5 separate regions of the Mus musculus genome follow, and regions 2, 3, 4 and 5 are each linked to region 1. Evidence: chromatin contacts called from public ChIA-PET and HiChIP or PLAC-seq data. All regions are on one chromosome and are shown on one strand. The core of a region is the stretch at or near the end of the contact, and the rest is flanking DNA. Distances in the headings are between cores, read along the strand shown. Region 1 holds the start of Miga2 (mitoguardin 2). Region 2 holds the start of Ncs1 (neuronal calcium sensor 1). Region 3 holds the start of Fnbp1 (formin binding protein 1). Region 4 holds the start of Slc27a4 (solute carrier family 27 (fatty acid transporter), member 4). Region 5 holds the start of Ptges (prostaglandin E synthase).

The links. ChIA-PET counts read pairs in DNA pulled down with a chosen protein or histone mark. HiChIP or PLAC-seq counts read pairs in DNA pulled down with a chosen protein or histone mark.
Region 2: a contact with region 1 is called in an HNF4G HiChIP or PLAC-seq map of pancreatic cancer cells. The contact joins the promoter of Ncs1 here to the promoter of Miga2 in region 1. A contact is called at or near these places in 2 of 115 datasets of contacts at active chromatin or transcription factors (memory CD8 T cells and pancreatic cancer cells).
Region 3: an RNA polymerase II ChIA-PET map of memory CD8 T cells shows a contact between it and region 1, with 5 read pairs. The contact joins the promoter of Fnbp1 here to the promoter of Miga2 in region 1. A contact is called at or near these places in 1 of 484 Hi-C or Micro-C datasets (CD8 T cells) and 2 of 115 datasets of contacts at active chromatin or transcription factors (memory CD8 T cells and pro-B cells).
Region 4: a contact with region 1 is called in an HNF4G HiChIP or PLAC-seq map of pancreatic cancer cells. The contact joins the promoter of Slc27a4 here to the promoter of Miga2 in region 1. A contact is called at or near these places in 1 of 39 promoter capture datasets (pre-B cells), 2 of 115 datasets of contacts at active chromatin or transcription factors (large pre-B cells and pancreatic cancer cells) and 1 of 9 other capture datasets (pancreatic islet).
Region 5: an H3K4me3 HiChIP or PLAC-seq map of embryonic basal ganglia shows a contact between it and region 1, with 3 times the contacts expected there. The contact joins the promoter of Ptges here to the promoter of Miga2 in region 1. A contact is called at or near these places in 6 of 115 datasets of contacts at active chromatin or transcription factors (embryonic basal ganglia, embryonic forebrain, embryonic midbrain and 3 more) and 1 of 9 other capture datasets (liver).

The regions. Positions count from the first base shown.
Region 1 is chr2:30,362,025-30,366,041 of GRCm38.p6, reverse strand. Miga2 (mitoguardin 2) reads right to left here and starts at 1,809. Exons shown (of 16, transcript NM_001242407.1): 1 at 1,737-1,809.
Region 2 is chr2:31,243,639-31,247,655 of GRCm38.p6, reverse strand. It overlaps Ncs1 (neuronal calcium sensor 1), which reads right to left and starts at 1,733. Exons shown (of 8, transcript NM_019681.3): 1 at 1,414-1,733. The coding sequence starts at 1,477.
Region 3 is chr2:31,140,224-31,144,240 of GRCm38.p6, reverse strand. It overlaps Fnbp1 (formin binding protein 1), which reads left to right and starts at 2,233. Exons shown (of 17, transcript NM_001177648.1): 1 at 2,233-2,462. The coding sequence starts at 2,439.
Region 4 is chr2:29,800,885-29,804,901 of GRCm38.p6, reverse strand. It overlaps Slc27a4 (solute carrier family 27 (fatty acid transporter), member 4), which reads right to left and starts at 2,268. Exons shown (of 13, transcript NM_011989.5): 1 at 1,942-2,268; 2 at 576-742. The coding sequence starts at 736.
Region 5 is chr2:30,901,097-30,905,113 of GRCm38.p6, reverse strand. It overlaps Ptges (prostaglandin E synthase), which reads left to right and starts at 1,817. Exons shown (of 3, transcript NM_022415.3): 1 at 1,817-2,024. The coding sequence starts at 1,896. Gm52550 (a long non-coding RNA gene) reads right to left here and starts at 1,859. Exons shown (of 3, transcript XR_003954020.1): 1 at 1,795-1,859; 2 at 1,464-1,579; 3 at 640-1,086.

The DNA of each region.
Region 1 (4,017 bases), core at 560-3,059:
CCCCAAGTGTTGTGTTTCCTGCTATGAACCAACTGAGTCATGACAGCTATATGGGCAGATGTTTCTCCCTGACTCTCCCCACCTTCTCATGAAGAAACTGAGTTTTGTCCAACCTAAGCCAGGAGTCCAAAATAACTCATCGGTTGCTAAGTGGTGAAGAGAGGGTATGTCAAGGTCTACTGGACTCTGGGTTCTGCTTAACACAGCAGGAACAGGCAGTGCACCCCAGCAGAGACACAGAGAGAAAAGATAGCCCAAGACCCACTAAGACCCAAAGCCAGATGAGATGTTTGATCACATATTCTGAGACCCCAAGACCCTGCAGCAGGGGTCTTGTTCAAGTTCAAGGATGCTTTCTGAGATCTTCAGAGGAAGGAACACCATAGGCCAGGACAGACCCTGTCTCTCTGGGATGATGACCAAAAGTCACTAGGCCAGCACAAGACATGAACAAGGAACAGATTATCCTTGGTGAGTGGGGGAAGGCATACAGCCCTATCAGGCTGGCCCTAGGGCTGTGGGGGGAGGGGAGAGGGCAAGAGGGCTGGCAGGCAGAGTGAGGTTCAAGGGCTAAAGAAATTGCCACACTGTCAAGGGCAGGGTACATTTTTGCCTAGAGGTTAAGTGGGCTATGATGTGCCTCCAGCCTGGCAGGGCACTGAGTGAGAGACAAGGACATCAAATAGCAGGAGATATACTTCTCAGAGCATTTCAACAAGCCAGCGCACTAGCTCTCTGTGAGGCCTCAGTGGAGTCCTTCTCAGAGCACGCAAGGATAGGAATACTGAGGCTTTGAGAGATGAGGACCGAGGCTGGGCCGAGCACCCTAGCCATTGCCTGCTGCTTGCTTGTATCAAACCTGAGGGCCTTGAACGTCTGGGAAGGCCACCTGGTATTAGAGGTGAGCCTATTCTAGGATCCAGGCAGGAGGAGAGAGGGAAGGGGAGGCCTGGCATCTGTTTGCAGGTGAGTCCAGTTAGCCTTGTCTGTGCCCAAGAGGAAGGAAGGGTCCAAGCTCATCATCATATCCTACCTGTCTCTCTATTCTAATGCTGGCCACCAATCCTGCTCCACATTCTTGAGCAGGTAGGTTATCTGCTCCTCCACCCTGGCACCTTAGGCCTGATATCCCGGCTTTCCAATCCAGGCCCTCCTCTTTTGTGCAAGCCAACCCTACTAATTGGCCTGAGCATTCTCTCGTCCCACTTTGACCTGGCTGTGTTATCAGAACCAGGCAGTACTACAGCTCACTCTGCCTCATGTCCTGTTTGTCCCACCCCTGCACATCTCTGTGGGATCCCACGCAGCCGGGCATTGGGCAACCCCACAGTGAACATCAACAATATTCCAAGCTTCAGTATCTGCTCCTTGCGGAGCCTGGGCAGGGACCTTCCTGCTTTGGCCCCGACCTCCCTAGGACATCCTTGACCGCTGTCCACATACAGCGCTGCCCACAGCCGGCACACCTGGGGGGGGAGGTGCCCGCGACCATACTTTTAGATGCTCGCAGCGTTCCAGGCCCGGGAGTCTCCTCTCTGACCCAGCTCCTTTCTCGTTCCACCCACGGAGCCACGCATCCTCTCGAGCCGCCTGGTCCAGGGGATCCACTCATCCCACCTTGGACACCTTCGCGGGCTGGCTGGATCGCAGACCCCGGCGTGGGCCGGGTTCCATGCTCCGCAAGCCTCGCTTCTAGCCCTGCTGATCTGGTCGCCCGCGCAGTGGCCGTCACTCACCAGGGATCCCATCGCTGGGGAAGGGCAGCGTCTCCTTTCCAGGCGGCAATACAACCAAACCACGCCGCTGGATGGGGAAGGCGTGGCCTCGGGCCGGCCAACACAGCTCTGACCAATGAGCGTCTCCATATCGCTCCGCATCGGCGAGGCCCTTGGCCAATGGGGTGAGCTACGTGATCACGCAGACTCCGCCTCCCTCGCTTTTCGCACCGCCCCCTAAGTGTGGTTGCAGTGTGGAATGTCCTCTTCTCTCCTCCGATTGGTCACTAGGATTAGACAGACACACGGACACTAAAAAGGCGGTGGAGTTAGTGGACACCTGGGGCTTTCTGGGAAGCAGCTGCTTAGAGAGTCTCTGCCACACGCTGGTCCTCAGCGTTGTTGTCACTGGGATGTCACACCTGATTACCAAACTCCTGCGCTACACATACTCTCACACCAACAGGCACACACGCATGCACGCACACGCACATCTACAACCCTTATTTATGCATGGTTTGGTTTGGTTTCTTGGTTTTGGATTTTTTTTTTTTTTTTTTTTTTTTTTTTTTTTTTTTGAGACAGGGTTCCTAAAGGATCTATGCTTTGGAGACTAGCAGGTTTTGTATGTTTGTTTTTTAGTTTGGTTTGGTTTGGGGTTTTGGTTGGTTGGGTTGGTTTTTGGTTTTTTTTGTTTTGTTTTGTTATTTTCTGAGGCGATTTTTTTTTTGTGTAGCCCAGGCTGTCCTGGAACTCCTGCCCTCTGTTGGGATTAAAGCCAGGTGTCACCACCGCACTGCCCGCTGATCTTGAATTCTTGATCCTCCTGCCTCCAATCGCCTGAAGTGCTGGAATTATTGGGGTTTTTTTTGTTTGTTTGGTTGGTTGGTTTGGTTTTTTGGGTTTCTCTCTCTCTCTCTCTCTCTCTCTCTCTCTCTCTTTCTTTCTTTCTTTTTCGAGACAGGGTTTCTCTGTGTAGCCCTGGCTGTCCTGGAACTCACTTTGTTGACCAGACTGGCCTCGAACTCAGAAATCTGCCTGCCTCTGCCTCCCAAGAGCTGGGATTAAAGGCGTGCACCACCACTGCCCGGCGAAGTGTTGGAATTATATACAAGCATGTGAAACTCTGCCCAGCTACATCCAAATTCTAAATTAGTAAATAATTATTATTTGAATATCAGGGGAAAAAAATAAAGGCCAAAGTGAACTTTTTTGGTAAAAGGTGCAAGTAGTGCCTATATAGGCCAGAAGAGGGCGACCTCTGATCGCCTGGAACTGGAGTTACAACTGAGAGGAATTCTGTGGGTGCTGGGAATTGAACCCTAGTTCTCTGCAAGAACAATACACTGGGCTTACCAATTGAGCCATCTCTCCAGCCTCCAGTTACTGATCCTTTTCAGCCAGTGTGAGTTACTGAATAAAGACATGCAATTATAAATGGCTTTAACAGGACAGAGCTGGATGCTGTCTGAATGGTCACTATGGCCAGCTACAGACAGATCCTGGTAAGTACAGAGTAAAGAGGAACAATTTCGCATACAAGACTGTGAACACAGACACTTGGGGCTTGTGAGTTACCAGTGTGTAGTTACAGAGCCTGTTAATGTTAGGTCAGTGGTAGGAGACTGGCAGTCTCCTGAAGTTTTTTGTTTTGTTTTGTTTTATTTTCAAACTCCACATATCTGGGCCCCGCCTGCTCTTAGGACAACACCCAGATGCCTGAACAAACACCCAGATGGCTCAGGTTCACCCCTGCACAGACAGATGACAAAGCAAAGGGACCAGCTGAGGAACAGCTCTGGGTGAAAAGATGAGGTTTTCACTTAATATTATTTTTTTAAAGATTTTTTTATTATTATTATATCTAAGTACACTGTAGCTGTCTTCAGACACACCAGAAGAGGGCGTCAGATCTCATTAAGGATGGTCGTGAGGCACCATGTGGTTGCTGGGGTTTGAACTCAGGACCTTCGGAAGAGAAGTCGGTGTTCTTAACCACTGAGCCATCTCTCCAGCCCTATTTAATATTATTTAGTTATTTTATGTATACGAGTACACTGTAGCTGACTTCAGACACACCAGAAGAGGGCATCAGATCTCATTACAGATGGTTGTGAGCCACCATGTGGTTGCTGGGAGTTGAACTCAGGACCTTTCAGAGGAGCAGTCTGTCAGTACTCTTGACCACTGAGCCATCTCTCCAGCCCAAAGCTGAGATTTTGACAGGTGTGGTGATGTACACCTTTAATCCCAGGACTGGGAAGGCAGGAGCATGTGAATCTCAGTGAGTTCTAGGCCAGCC
Region 2 (4,017 bases), core at 484-2,983, 880 kb before region 1:
AGCCTTGCCTTCCTCTCTATGAGCAGCTGGAGTGCCCAGAACAGGACAAGCTGTTGATGTACAGCTGTGCTAAGGACACAGCCGATGGTGCATGACACACTCAGTAAGCAGGACCCTGACTTCACAGGGCTCATTGGTGGCCCCCAGCCTCACCATCATGGAGACAGCATGGTACACCACATGCCATGGTTCCTGGAGAAGTCCATGGAGCCCTCTACCCTCCCCACACCCTGGGGTCCTGGCCCGTTCAGGGAGGGAGGGTGTCCCACCAATAGCCTACCTGCTAATGGCTGTGAGCCACACCTTCGAGGGTCCAGTTAACCTCACAAACAGCAACAAGCTAGAAAAAGCTACCCACCCAATCTGGAAAGAGAGAGTAGGCAGCCTGGGCTGGGAAGGATAGTTCTCCTGGATGTGACCTCCAAGGTGTCCAACTCCTCAGGACAGGGGCCAGGAGAGCCCAGGCAGTAAAGCCCCCTTTGTTCTAAGTCTGGGAGAGTGAGGAGCATGGGGCTAAGGCACTAGGTTGACCAAGACCTGCAAACGTGCTCAGAAGACCGATACCGGGGGTGGGGGTGGGGGTGAGAGCAGAGACCATGCACTGCACCAGAGCCTCCATCTACACCGAGCTGTCAGTTAACTGCCTGTCTTTCCGGGTGATGCAGAGCGCTCAGCCAAAGCTTCCCAGGACCCACTTCCAGGGCCACCCCTGGAGAGGCTGCGAGGAGGGGGGACACCTGGTGTGGAGGCACTAAAGATGCAGAGGCAGATCTGTGAAGTTGGGCAAGTGGAGAGCCACGCCTGGGACTGATCTAGTGGACCGTGGAGTGGGACAGACCTTCCTTCGCTCGTCAGCTCGGGCCATGTAAACCCATTTCCTGGTGCGGTAGAGACAGGAGAAGGGAAGGGGGGATGGAGAATACAGCCCAACCGTGCGACATCTAAGAGGGCGCCCAGGACCCTTGGCCCTCTACCGTCACTACCTGAGCGTTCTACCAGTCTCGCCAGCCCTCTTCCTCCCAACACAGTCACACTTGCCAGGGAGGGGGCGACAGGCCAACCTCGCAAGAGGCAGGAGCCGCAGCAGCATCATTAAGCATGAATCACCCACCCACCCTGCTCCAAGCAGGAGAGCCACACAACGCCCGGGCGCCCCCTCCTGGGACCACTGCCCCCCGCCCCGGCACAGCCCGGGTCCTTCGGACAGGAGGGGAGCAGCGGGTGGGCTGCGGATGCCCTGAGGACCCAGAGTGGTCCCTGGAGCACGCTGACAGGCGACACCCAGCCATGGCCGGGGGCGGGGGCGCGGATAGAACAATGGGCCAGGTGCGGGGCAGGGGCGCGGCCGGGAAGGGCGGAGGGAAGGTCGCGGCTCGATGGGGAATCGGGGATCTGGGATCGGGGCTCACTCACAGTAGGTTTTTCTGGTCAGCTCCTCCACAACTTCAGGCTTCAACTTGCTGTTGGATTTCCCCATGCTCGGCGGCCGCGGCCCCCGCTCCCCGGGCCGGACCCGCTCGGGGCGCCCAGCGGGAGCGGTTGGGTCGGGCCGGGGTGCGCGGAGGCCGGCAGGCCGGGCTGGGCCGGGCCGGGGCCGCGCCTTTGTCTGGCCGTGCCCGCGCGTCCCGTGCGCGGGGCTCCGGCGTGCTGCGCGACCGCGGCTGACGGTTCAAGGGGCCTCGGGGACCCGGCGAGGGCCAGGCCTTGGCGGTGCAAGCGGCCACGGCGAGGAGTTGCGCGGGGCTGAGAGCCGCAGCCGCCGGGGCTCGGTTGCCGCGGTCGTCCCTGGTTACTGGGCTGCGTAGCACATGCTCGCTACTGCTGCGCCGCCGCCGCCCCTACGCTCCCCGCCTCCCGCCCGCACCGGCGCGCCAGGGGTGGACTCGGAGCCGCCACTCATCGCCCGGCGCCACCTCCCGCCCAGCTCCGACAGGCGCGAGCTCCGCGTTGAGGCACCCCCTCTCCTGTTGGCTCTCCGGGGACGCTGGGAGGTCGCCGCACCGCCCCCTCCGCCGATCCATTCCCCCCTCTCCGCAGCGGCGTGGGCAGGGAGGGCCCGGAAAATCGGACGTGAACGAGGCCAAATCCCTGCCCGGCGCAATTCATTCATTCCACTTAGATGTGTTGGGCGCTGGGGACCTGGCGGCCAAGAGGACAGACGCGATCCCAGACCTCTCCAGGAGCATCCTGATGTGCTGGCTGGCATGGGTTTCGGTGGGAACACTTTTGCCTGGCCTTGAGGGAAGTGACTTCAGATTGAGAGAGGAATGGGGTATCAACCTGGAAGGGGTCTGGCCTGGGAGGGAGAGCAGCCTCTACACCCGGGGCTCCAGGCAAGGCTGGGAATGATCTGAGGCCAGGCAGAAGGGCCAGAGCTTCTGGAGACCAGCCTGGCAAGCCGCTTTCCCCAAAGACCTGGCCTCTGTCCCCGGTGCCCAGGAGTACTTGCAGTTCAAACCTTCTCTGTTGTGGGGCTTGCTTGAAGTGGCCAGAGGGAGCAGAGCCTGTTGGTGGGGCTCCATGCCTGGAAGCCTGCAGCTGGGGAAGGACTCCAGGAAAAGGATGGCCTGCTCTCCCCTCCTCCCAAAATGTCATCGTAATTGAGACCTCTCCTGACTTTCTGCCCAACTCTGTCTCCTTAACAGCTCAGGAAAACTTGGACCTCTTAGTCCATTGGCGCTTGCTTCTTCCAAAGAATGAGCCTCAGGGGGAGGGGAGCAGAAATATGTCTTGCTCTCAGAAGGCCCTGAGGGCCAGTGGCAACTTCTGTGAGCCAGTCTTAGTAGCAGAGGCCAGGGAGCCAGCCCAGCTAAACAGGGAAGTGGGTGGGGAGGCAGTAGGATCCCTGGTTCACAACTGGCTTAGACAACATTAGGAGGAAGAGTTCTCAGGGAAAGGCATGAAAATAGATCGGGTAGGGGAGGAATGACCCATGCCAGGAACCAGAGCCCTGGAAAGACCATGGCAAGATGAAGCCATTCCCTCCTGAGCCAGCAGGGATGCAATCACGGACAGAATTTCTTTTTTTCCCTCTCAGAGGGTGTAAAACCCTGCCTGGGGCGATGGTACCTTTCAACCCCACCTCTTGCATGTCTCCAGCCTTCAGATGGTCTCGGTTCCTTCCCTTACATGAGCCCAGGCCAGACCCAGGTCCCAGCTTGTTGGTGTGAAGAGCCCGTTCGATACAGGAAGTGAGCAGACATGGATCCTGGAAGCTGGCGCTGTGCCACAGCTAAAGGAATTCTCGCTAGAGGTTGGAGCAGGGTGTCCCAGCTTTGAGGATCGATTCAAAATGTACACGAAGGAAAAGCCACAGAAAGAGGTTCAGAGCTGGCCAGCCTCACCTGAACATCCTGCTCAGACAGAAACCTTGGACCATGGGTTAACAGTTGAAGCCTTAGAGAGCTGTGAGCCAGGCCTGTCATCTCTTGGGAGATGGAGGTAGGAGGATCAGGAACTCAGTGGCAACCATGGCTGCCATATAATGAGTTCAAGGACAGTTCTATGCTCTACAGGAACCCAGGGGTTGTTCCATGTGTTGGGTGCTAGACTGAAGACTGAAGACACTGCAGTGAGCAACATGAGAAATGGTCGTGTCTCAAGCCTGCCCAACAACAACCACTGGTCACCAACACCATGACAAGAACCAGGACTCTGGGGGATACAGGAGTCAGGGAAGTGCCTGGTTCCTCACAGTCACGGACACCACTGATACCGGGTTAGTATTTGCTAGGCACCCACTGATGCCAGGCCCCTGGGGATGTTGAAAAAAATCCTTGCCTCAATAGAACTCACAATTTAGCGACCAGGGAACAATAGAAATCATGAACAATTCACGAAACAGACACTATGTTACGTAACCAAGGAGAAATGGCTCAAGCAAGGTTAGGCAAGGGATGCCAGGTACAGGCCAGGATCTGTGAGGCCCCTGGGAGGGAATCTGATCAATGACCTGAAGCAGGGAGAAGGGCATTGAGGACCAAGTGAGGCTCTGTGTAGAGCCAGGGAGCACAGCTG
Region 3 (4,017 bases), core at 984-3,483, 780 kb before region 1:
CAGCTGCCTTTCATCCTCTGAGCTTCTGACTCAAGCCTCTTCCAGTTGCCGTCCAGCCTTATCCACCATGAAAGATACGGAGTAAGTGTGCTCCGTTAGCTCGACTCCTGTAGTCCACAGTGGCTTCCAGAGGTTCTGCAGCTAACAATTTCTGCTTACTCGAATAAAACGACTCATCTTTCGGCATCTTTCTCTCCTTCCGCTTCTTTCTCTTCAGGGCACAGGTTGCTTTACCTCCTGGCTAGCCTATTTTTTCAAGTGGTCATTCTAGTTTTCCGAAGTCAAGATTAGATCATTTCGTGGACGGAAAAGGAAACGACTAACAAGCGGGGAGAGAGGCAAGGTGATAAGGATGCCAGCAGGCAGGGTCTCCCTACAGTGGTCATTTTCAGCTTGGAGAAAATAAAACCCAGTGACATTGCGGGCCCTGGGGAGATGGCTAAGGGAGACTAAGAGTATTGGCTGCCCCCCCAGAAGACCTAGGTTTGACTCTCCATCCCCATGAGTGGTTCACAACCATCTGCAGGTCACTTCCAGGGGTCCCAAGGGCCCCAGTCATGAATGGGTGCGCTGATACACATGCATACGGAACACAAAACAACCCTGCGGCGTGGTTAACATTGCTTACAGTCCCAAGCCCTCCAGCTCACCCTTGCCATAAGTCTGCCTTGGAAGGAAGGTGCCTGACCATCCTGATGCTTGCATCCCTGGCAGGCGAGGGAGTCAAGAGTGCTCAGACCTGGTAAATGTGGGAGCAAAATACTTCAAACAGACACAGAGGGTGGAGGCCATGTCTTGAGGCTGACAAAAGACAGACCAGAATAGTTTTGATAGTTGTAACTGCCTGGCAAAGGAAGTAGGAGGTCCTGAGGTTTAAGGCAAGGTTTCTCAGCTCCGCCCCTCCTTCCTTTTTCTTTCTTTCTTTTTCCTTTTCCAACAAATTTATTATTTTGTGCTTAGTTTTGGTTTTTGAGACAGGATCTCACTATGTAGCTGTAACTCATAGAGATCCACTTGCCTCTGCCTCCATACCTCACCATTATTGTTTACCATTGTTATTTTATTTTAGCTGAGGTTTTCCCCTTTGTGGACCAGGTCATCCTACTTGGTATTTACTATGTGGCTCAGGTTGGCCTTGAACTTGCAGCAGTCTTCCTACCTCTGCCTCAGGAGTGTTAGGACTGGTTAGGAGTGTTAGGTCTGGGACGGCACACACTGGGCTGAGATTCACCCTTTAAGGAGATTTAACTCACTGTTGGAAAAAGATGAACGGGTTCAGGATAACAGGGAGTGGAGAATTGTGTAGAAGAGGGTCACGACTCTGGAGGAGAGGTCTCGGAATTCAGAGAAAGAAAGATTCTGAGGAGACAGTTGGAAGCCCCCAGATTCTCCACAGCATGTGAGAAATGACATTCTGTGGAGTTTTGGAAGAGTTAATGAGATGGTTCCCATTCTGCGTCAGCCACCCACTGGCCAGTTCACCTCCTCTGTTCACATCACTAGGCCTGGACTGGTAGACACTGCCTCCTTTTGGCAGCTGAGGCTCTCCCCCAGATAGAGGTGAAACCTGTTCTAGACCACCCAGCCAAAGAGTGCAGAGGCTGAATTTGAACCCTCCAAAGTCCCTGTGGGCCCTTCAGAGATTCTGCTGTCCTTCAGCAGGGTAACAACTTCACTGCCGAGATTCCTGGCCAAATAGGCAGAAAAAGGCACTGGTTATAATTCTTTGGGCTCACATTCCCGAGTTCTTTCCCTGGGTTCCTGGATCTGCTGGATTGCTGTTCCCTTCAACGTCCTATGTACACTGTGCACCGACGTCACGGTCCCAGGCCCCACTCCTACGCGCGCGCTGCCGAGCTCTTTGGGCCTCCACAGTGTCTGGATAGTGGAAGAAGCCACTCCGGGAGCTTCTAAGGTGGGCGTCGGCGGCCACCTGGCGAAAGTTCTGAAATGCAAAACAGCGCTAGGCGCGATGGGTAGAAGGCAGATGGCGATGGAGGGACGTGATCACCAGCAGCCCAGTCTGCAGACAGAGAGCGCAGGTCCCAAAAGAGTTGGGCTCGCTGGTTGCCGAATACCGATGACGAGCAGGAGTCCCCAGGGGTTCACGTCCTTCCAGACCCCCGGGGCAACTGCGCCAAAGGGAGCCTGTGGGCGGGACGGTATGCACGAGCTGTCAGTCCGGTCCCGCCCCGTCCCGCCTCTCGTCCCGCCCCATCCCGCCCCTCAGCTCCGGTGCGGGGCGGGCGCGCTGCGGCGGTCGCTGCTGCTGCTTCCTCGGGCCATTTTGCTCCGCGCGGAGCGACGAGAGGTTGCGAGCTCGGGCTAGAGGAGGCGCGGGCCGGGGGAAGCGGCGGGCTTTCCGCATTCACAAGGTTCGGAGGGCCGCAGCGATCGCCGGCGAAGGGGGTCGGAGGCCCCTTCCCGGTCCCTGCACCATGAGCTGGGGCACTGAGCTCTGGGTGAGTGAGGGGCCGGGCCGCGGGCGGCCTGGGCGGGAGGCGCATCGAGGGGCCTCGGCGTGCGTCGTCGCCCAGCAAAGAGGGAGCGCGGATCGGGTGGCCCCGGCGGCCTCGGGGCGGCGTGGAGCTGGGTCCGGGCTCCCGGAGCGGCAACCCGCGGGCGTTCCCCGGGGGCGTGGGGCCCGCGCTGTGCCGGGCTGCGTAATTGCGCGCGCCCCTGGCCGGAGCTCTGGGGCCGATCTATACGCTTGGAGGTGCGGGCGGATCCCGCGCTACTCCCGGGGGCGGGGCGGCCTGGCAGGCGCAGGGTTTCGGGTCTCGGGGGTACCGGTAGCGAGAGGTAAGGTCTTCTCTCTGAAAGTGAGGACTTTAGCCCCGAGGCGGTTGGAGCGCACTTGTATCTTGGAGACAGCTCAGATTCTGAATTTGAGGGGGGCTGCGGTGTTTGGTCCGCAGGGGGACAGCGGTAGGGGAGATCATAAGATAGCACGGAGGGACGATTGCCGGGGACCTGGTTCTGTCCTGCTGCCCAGAGGAAACGAAACGGTTTCGAGAGGGGATAATCTTGCGAGGATCCTTCCTTTGGGGGTGCAGGTGGGTTAGTGATCAGCTTGTATCTGGAAACGGTCCCATCGAGGGCGATCAGAGGACGCCAGGACAGCTCTCAGGGCATCTCCGGGAAAGGGAGGCCGTTGGCCGAGGGGCAGGGCCTGTTGCCCTGCCTTCCTCTGGACTCGAGCACGGGGAAAGGCTGGTCATAGGCGTGCGGTGCAATGGCCTGGGTGAAGGTGGGGAAGAAACCGCGGTTACTGCGCTGAAATGTGCCCGAGACCAGTCCTTCTCAGTGATGAATCCTAAGTGCCCGCTGACTACCTTTCTGAATTCCATTTGTGAAGGGTGTGGAGGGATAAAGTATGGGGTGGTGTTGCCATCCAAGATGAGGCCAAGAAATGCCGTGTCAAAATAAGGTTAGGGCAATTAGGGAAATGCTGTGCATCCCCCTTAAATTATTTTCTTTGCCTTGATTGTTTTTACATAACCATTCCTTAGACTACAGTAGCTTCTGCTAATACTAAAATCCCGGGAGCATTGGCTCCCAAGATAACTCATTTCATAAACATCCTCTGTCAAAGGGGTTCCCATTCATTCGGCTGTCAAAATGTCAGGTGACCGGGGCAAATGCCCATTTTGAAAATAAATGTAACGCATAGTTTGAAAGCAACTTGTACACACCCACAGTAGGCAAAACTGTTCGCCTATGCGTGCTATTTTCTTTTCTGATTTGGGGGTGTGTGGTTTGGTTAGTTGATTGGGTTTTGGTTTGGTTTGTTTTTCTTTCACACCGTGGTGGGGGCACATCAGAAGTCAAGGTCAGCAACAGAATGGAAGTCTGGGCATGTGTTCAAACAGCAGGGCATAACTCTGAAGGCAGAAAATACTTGGTTCTTGAGCGACTTAGGGAGGTGGATATTTTGTAGCCATATTGGTGAAGGATGTAGCTGGTGACCCAGGCGAGGGCAGGTATAGCTGGGCTAAAGAGCTGACATCATGGCTG
Region 4 (4,017 bases), core at 1,019-3,518, 560 kb after region 1:
AACACTGAGCTGTCCATTCTAGGCAAGGCTCCCTTTTCCGGGTACTAGAACACAGGAGTGAGCAAGACCACCAGGGTCTCTGCAGCAATAGCACAGACAGTTTAGGGAGTTACTTCGTCCCTTTCTTACCTCCTAAAAGTCTGAGCTTCTTCCTCTCTGACCCTCAGAACCAGCCTAGCATAGAGCAGCTAGGAGCAATTTCTCCCAGCTGTCTAACTCAGGATTTGTGCTAGCATCCAGTGTCCCCCTGGGCTCTTTCAGGCTGTGCCAACCTAAGGAAAGGTCCTTTTCCTCTGGGGTCTTCTTCACCTTGCCATGAACAGTGTCCTCGTGACCCTTCTCAGACACATCTTTCAACAGATCTGCTTTGATTTGTGCCCCAGGTCAAGGAGTCTCGGGGTTAGGAGATTCCTTGAGACCTTGACCTTGGAGATGAAAGTTCTAGGTATGCCAGGAGAAGGGCAAAGAGAAGACACTGTTCCTTTAATAACCCAGATGTCTTGTGCTGGCAGGGATAATGGCTGGTAAAGCCCAGCACAGTTGAGACCCCAAGGGAGGCTAGATATGGTACTCACAAGATATCTCTCCTGACCGTCTTGATGAAGACCCGGATGAAACGCCAGCCACCAGACCCCAAGTACAGGAGCAACAGGGAGAATCCCACCTGGGTCCAGGGCAGCTTCAGCACTAGCTTGGAGAACAGTAGCGCCCCCACCAGAGATGCTCCAAGTAGCATTGTGACCTGCAGGTACAAGGTGGTTAGGAGACACAATTCCTTCTTTAGGGGCCGCTACTTCTGCACCAGCAGCCACTTCAGTATGAGCCCAAAGGGTCAGCCTATGGGGATTGCCTAGTCACCTTAAAAGGGGTGGCTTAAAAAAGGTTCAAGGCTTTGGTTCCATGCCAAGTTGGAGGGGCCTTGAAATCTACAGCTCTGGGGTTAAGAAACAAGAGGATGATCTAGCTTCTGGTTCTATCTTTGACCACCTTGTCAAGTGACCTTGTGCTAGCCCCTTTCCTACTTCAGGCCATAGCACCTTGCTCTATGCATTGGGCTAGTAAGACTTGTTCTTAGAACCTTTCTAACCCAAACAGGACAGTCCATTCACCGATATTCAAGCAACCTAACCAGATGGCCGGGAGACAGGTGCTGATAGAAGTGTCTCTCCTAGGGACTCCAGGAGGTTCTGGAAATGACAACACCAAAAAGGGCAGCTTCCTGGGAAGGGAGCCCTGCACAGTCTCTGGCCCACAGACTCAAGGTAGCGTTGTGCCTCTACCGGTCCATAGAGGGCGAGCCAGCAAATGGCTTAGAGGCAGGAGGGGCCTGAGAGGTGACAGCCCAGGGGTAGGGTGGAAAGAGGTGATTGTTGGACAGGAAAAGGATTTGGAAGTACCCACACATTCAGATGGATCTTTGAGGACTAGGGCTGAGAAGGGGAAAGGCTGTGTTGAAGCCCAGGGCAGAGATTAAGGCCCACGCTCTATTCCCTCTTCTTTATGGATTTAGTCAAGAGGACTGCTAATGGATTGCTTTTCTTGGGAAGAGAGGAAGGTCAAAGATATGAAGTAGCCTGAATATCTCCAAGCTAGGCGGAGGACCACGGCCTGGAACACAGGGAATCCCTTATGAGACTGCCTTCTGGAGAAAAGCATAAAGCAATGGGTGGGAGGACTACCGCAGGATCGCTAAGATCCTTAGCTCTCTGACAGAGGCAGTCAAAAAGCAAGCTAGGAGCCGGTCCAAGACCGCTGAGAGAGGAGACAGGACAGGAGGGGCGCCACGGACCGATTGCCTCTAGATAGCCAGGACATCAGAGCGTTCTCGGGGTTGGGAGAAGGAGGGCGCGCCCCTCAGTCCGAGCCGGCACCGCCGTCTCCCCCTGCTCGGCCTGGCACATTTTCCCCGCTCAGAAAGCCGCCGTCCCCGCCTTAGCTCACCCGGCTGCGGCTGCGCGGCGCGGCGCCCCGTCAGGATGCGGCCCGGTTGCGGCAGCGGAGTGCGGTGCGCTGGGGGCATCGGCCGCCCCGGGGCACACACAGCCGAGCCTCGGTGCGTCTGGCCCACTCCTCGTCCTTGTAGGGTCTGTACCTCTGCCCCGCTCCACCCCCACCCGCCTCCCGCACCCGCACCGGCTGTGCCAGCCGGCAGCACCGCCTTCTGTGCCGTCCCCGCAGAGGGCGAGCTTCTGAGTCCGTGCACCTCAGCGCAACCCAGCCCCAGCGCGCCCGACACCGCCCAGCCCCTCCAGCCCTGCGCGCACCACTGCCTCCGCAGCCGCCCGGCCCGCTGGGAGTGGTAGGCTGAGCCGCACGGCATGCTGGGAGTTGTAGTCCTAGTAGTCTAGCTTGTTCAGGCTGCTGAAGTTGCCCTGGTCAGGCAGTGCTCCTTGGGTCGTTCCTCTCTGCCATTTCCTGGACCAGGGGATCCAGGTAGCATAAACCCGCCCACAGACCATTTGAGAATACATAGCCAGAAGCTAAGGCCCAAGTAGAATTTGTTTAACTTATTATTATTATTTACATTTGTTTGCTTATTTGTGTATGTGTAGATACATATGCCAAAGACCCTGTGTGGTCAGAGGACAACTCGTGGGAGTTGGTTCTGTTCTTACACCATGGGCTCCAGGGATCATACTAAGGTTACTAGGCTTGGCCCTCAGTCTTGGGAACAGGCACCTTTTCCTGATCCACCTTGTCAGTCCTGTTTGTTTTTTGAAACAGGGTAGTAACTTTGCCCTGGATCTTGCTGTAGTTAATCTACTTCAGCCCAGAGCGCTGGCATTACAGACATTAACTACTACATTTGTCTTGAAATAGAATTTAGCAAATGTTCAATACCACTTGCTGAAAAAAAAAAAAAGCTGGATTCTGGCAGAATACACAGGGCATTGGGCTTCTAGACCATTCTGGAATGGTCATTCACCACAGCTGAGTATGATTGTTCCCTCAGGACTTTTACAGTTTTCAGTACCTTTGCAAGGTTCAAAAAGAACTGAAGAGCCAGGAGGAGTAGCTTCAGGGGATCTCCTCAAAGGTCAGGATTTAAAGCCTGTGTAACTAACTTTAACCCTGACTGATAACACTCCCGAACACTGGTTCCTTTGTAAACTGTGAGCTTTGTCAGGCTGTGGGCAAGGGTCTAGACTCACAGCCGTTGGATTGAGAGCCTCTGAAAAGTTCTGGGGTGACTATGCAACGTGCCTATTACTGCCTCTGTTCTTAAATAGCCCCTTCAATGACTCAACCTAGTCAAGTTCTTAAGGGGGGAAGGGGCAACCTTCAAGGTCTGTTTATAGGGATTACAGATGACATTTTGGTATGAAGATGGTCTGGACCTGCTCAGGATTGCATCCATTGGAGAGGCTGGATAGTAAGCTAAAGGATGTCTCTAGGGCTATAATAGCAGGTGCCCCATGTTCATAGACATGTGCATCACAGACCAACAAGAGAATCATGTTCTCAGCAGAGAGTTCCAAATCTGTGCCTTCTTATGGATTAAAGGTGGGCTTTAGGGGATCAAGCACAGCGGTGGTGGTGGCACACACCTTTAACCCCAGCACTCGGGAGGCAAAGGCAAATGAATCTCTGAGTTCGAGGCCAGCCTGGTCTACATAGTGAGTTCCAGGACAGCCAGGGCTACATAGTGAGACCCTGTCTCAAAAACAAACTAACAAAACAACACCCCACAAAAGTGGGTTTGGGGGTCAGGTAAGCATGGTGGTACATAACTTTATTATTTATTTATTTGGTTTTTTGAGACAGGGTTTCTCTGTGTAGCCCTGGCTGTCCTGGAACTCACTCTGTAGACCAGGCTGGCCTCGAACTCAGAAATCTGCCTGCTTCTGCCCCCCAAGTGCTGGGATTAAAGGCATGTGCCACCACTGCCCAGTGGTACATAACTTTAATTTCAGCACTTGAGAGGCAAAGGATCTCTGTGAGTTTATGCCTGGCCAAGGCTATACAGGGAGAATTTTGTCACAAACAAGTAAACAAGCAATATCTCGTGGCTATGAT
Region 5 (4,017 bases), core at 568-3,067, 540 kb before region 1:
CCAGTTCCCTGGGAGATATTTATCTCTTATCTAGTACTGCTAAGCCTTGTGTGGTGACCCTGCGCTTAGGAAACACAAACACCTTGTCAAGCATATCTTTAGTTCAGATTGTAAATCAGGGAGAAGCCACCCACAGCCCCAGCAGCAAGGATTCCCTCCTGTCAATCCAGCTAGACAGGAACCCTCTTCTGAGTAGGGGGAAACGGAGGCTCTGGTGTCCTCAGCGAGGAAGAGCTACTGCGTAGCGGGTGCTCTGTATCCTCGTTTGTAGACATGAATATTTTTCCAACTTAATCCTTTTTACACTTATTATCCATGAGTATACTCTCCAGCAGAGGACAGCCTGCTTAGGTGGATTCTATCTTCCCACCATGTAGATCTGGGAGAGAATCTCACCTATTCAAGCTGGTGGAGTGTACCTTTCCCTACTGAGCCATCTCATCAGCCCTGACTTTTGAGACAGGGTTTATTTAATATATCCTAGGCTGGCCTCACGTTCACTATGTAACCAAGGATGGCCGGACATATATCTCCAACCAAGACCCTTATAGTTCCAGCAACTGCTATGGTGTGTGTGTGTGTGTGTGTGTGTGTGTGAGAGAGAGAGAGAGAGAGAGAGAGAGAGAGAGAGACAAGATAGTCAGTTTCATTTTATAGCTAGGGAAATTGGATCAGAGCCCAGAGCTACATTGGTGCTCTAAGGACTGGCTAAGTTTACAGCCGAGTGGGGTTCAGGCTAGTTGCCCCTAGATCTCTTGCTTTGAGGCATGCATGGCAGGCTGATGGTGATGTTCCTTTGGCCTGATTACTGTTCTTTACGATCTAGCTGACTGACGAAGGGAGCGAGCAGGGAAGGTGTGTATTTGTAATTTGCTGGCAGCAGAGGCAGGGGGATGCTCGGAGCTCACTGGCCCGTCAGGCTGGCAGAATGATGAGCTCTGGAGCAGTGGAAGATCAGACCTCAAAATGTAACAGGGCCAGGCTGTACTGGTGCATGCCCTTCGTCGCAGCACTGGAAGGGCCAAAGCAGGGAGCTCTCTGAGTTCCAGGCCATGGGGGGTAGATAGTGAGGTTCTCTCTCTCTCTCTCAAAAAAGGAAAAGAGAAAAGTTAGGTGCTTAGGCTAGTGAGACCTGAATGTGACTCACATGGCAGAACAAAACCATCATCAGCAAGTTATCTTCTGACTTTCATACAGGTACTGTGGCACACAATAAATAAATAAACATAATTTTAAAAGAAATTAAAAATTAAGATGGACATTGAGAAAGTCATGTGACAGCAGCTACTGGCTTCCACGCAAAGGTGCACACACGTGAATATCCCCACCCATATGCAAATACACACACACACACACACACACACACACACACACACACGAATTGGTAATTGGGGGTCTGTGTCCTGTTAGAGGATGGCAGAAGGATCTGTCTCCTCACCTTCCATCTTGCAGAGACAACCCACCTCCATGGCTGCATGTCCAGCATTACAGCGGCCACACATTAGCATAAATGCCCTGGTTCTCACGCTCTTTCGGAAGGTGGGCATGGGTCAGTGATATGCAGACTGGGGTCGGAGACCTGATGTTAAGTGAGAAAACACTCTATGTAGTCTGAGGCTTTCAAAAGAACAATGGTCCTGAGCCAAGGATGGCGTGGGACACCTCCATTCCTCTGCTTCCCACCCCCCACCCGGACACTTGGAGCAGAAGTCTCTGGGTTCCTTCTTGACTTGAGCAGGGGGCCTGCTGCGGGTGATCAGGGTGGGCGGGGAGTGGGCGGGGGTGACCGCCTACTCAGGACTTGGCCCGCCTCCTCCTCTCCATAAGCCGCCTGTGGGACAGTCTCACTCTCAGTCCCGGTGTCCCCGAGTTGAAGTCCAGGCCGGCTAGCCGAGATGCCTTCCCCGGGCCTGGTGATGGAGAGCGGCCAGGTGCTCCCGGCCTTTCTGCTCTGCAGCACACTGCTGGTCATCAAGATGTACGCGGTGGCTGTCATCACAGGCCAGATGAGGCTGCGGAAGAAGGTACGTTCGCTGGTGGAGTGGGGGGGGGGGGGGGCGCTGGAGGAGAAGGGGATCAGCACTCTGCTGGCTTTTCCCTGCAAGAAAAGTCTAGGGACTGAAAAAACGTGGCCGAGATGTGTATGCCGGCGTGCGGTGGGAGCTGCTTCAAGGCTGCCGCCACCACAGCCCTTCTGGGAGCTGGCTTAGCCTTCAGCTCCTGAACCCTCTTGGTTTGAGAGTACTGGGGGGCTCCCTTGCGAGTGGAGCACAGGGACTCTTGACAGCGAGAGGTGTCTGGACCTGGCAGTTTCCCGGCAGGCAGGGAGATCTCATATCTGGGTGGAGTGGGAACCCGCAACGCAGGAGCCTAAGAAGTCTTTCCGTGGAAATTCCCACTCCCCATGGACGCCGCACACACTTGTGGCACCCTAGAGGGTGCCTTGAGGGACCACAGACATTCTCTGGTCCCAGTCCCGGCAAAGAAACCAAAGTAAAAGAACCTACGTGGAGCTGGTGGGAGTGGCCAGGGCTCCCAGACCCCTTCTAGGGGTCCATTGGAAGCGCCTAGAAAGTAGAAGCAGTGAATCATCTGCCCTTTACAGACACTTCCCCCTAAACCAACATCTGTCCAGCCCAGAGGCGAGGGACTCGGAGTACGGGGATGGGACGGGGTGGGCCGCTTGCCCTCCTGCCAGGTTCAGCCCCTGCCTGGGGCAGGTACTGACAGGAATGAAGGCAGGGCCACCCCTGACTGACTGACTGTCTCTCATTCTTCTGCTTTGGTTTGTCCTGGGACACAGATGCCAGGGAGAGATAGCTACATTCTGTTCTTGTCCCTTCTGTAGGGCCCCCAAAGTTGAGCACTAAGTCACCACCAGGAAGGCAGTAGGAGTTAGCTTACCCTGGTTTTCCAGTGAGTTAAGGAGAGGTCTGCCTACTATGGGATCCTTCCATCCCCTTTGAAGTTAACTCTGGCTCCCGAGCCTGACTTCCTCTAGGGCTCCTCTCCCCATGGGAGATGCAGGGGTGGAGGAAAGCCTTCTCTGCTTTGGGCCCTGGGCTCCTCTATTTCTGCCAAGTGGGACCAGGGAATCACACTCTGCATTGAGAGGACGGGAGCCGGCTCAGGATCCTCTCCCCAGCAGCCTGGAGATGTGGCTCTGAGAGGAAGCTGGAGACTTGAATGGTGAACACACCACCCATGCTGGTCCTTAAGACTGGTTCCTACTGGAATCTGCTGTGAACAGGAGCAGCCGCAGGTCTTTCCTGGAAGTGCATGCTGAGTGCCCCTTGACCCACTAGAGGTGGCTCCCTGATAGCTCATTACAGGAACTCCACTGGTGGCAAAGCTGGGCCCTCAGAGTTGGGGTTTCCGAGCCAGGAGGGAGGAATTCTGGGTAGGAGATCCTGGCCTTTTTCTTCGTCATTTTACATTTTTCTCAGGCAGGGCTCATCTACCAGCTCCAGGGACAGCCGGAAGTGAAGCTTGAGCCTCGCTCCCCTCACAGTTTAGACAGGTTGATTGTGACGTCACCAGAGTTGATGGGGGAGTTTTGCCGAGGCCCTCAAAGACAGAAGTGTGACCTTGGGCTCCCCAGCTTTCCCAATGAGGCCCCGCTGCTCCATTTCATCCTGAGGTTACAGAGGAGGCTGCTGGAGAGCAGGGAGCATCAGAGCCTGGTGCTCAAGGAGTGGCCTTAATGGCTTCTACCTAGCTGTTTGTTTTAATTTTTTGAGACAGGGTCTTACTATGTAGACCAGGCTGCCCTCGAACTCACTGAGATCCACCTACCTCTCTGCCTCTAGAGGGCCGGGATTAAAGGCATGAGCCACTATGCTCCGGTGTTTGTCTTATTTGAATTTACTCTTTGAGGTTCTGGGACTGGAACCTAGGGAGGGATCCATGCCAGGCAAACAGGGCCTTGAACCCCTCCTGAGTGTGTTCTAGACCAGCTAGGCACCCTGAGCCAGCGCAAGAGGTGCTCTCACCTTGAGTTTCCTTACCGTGAGCTTC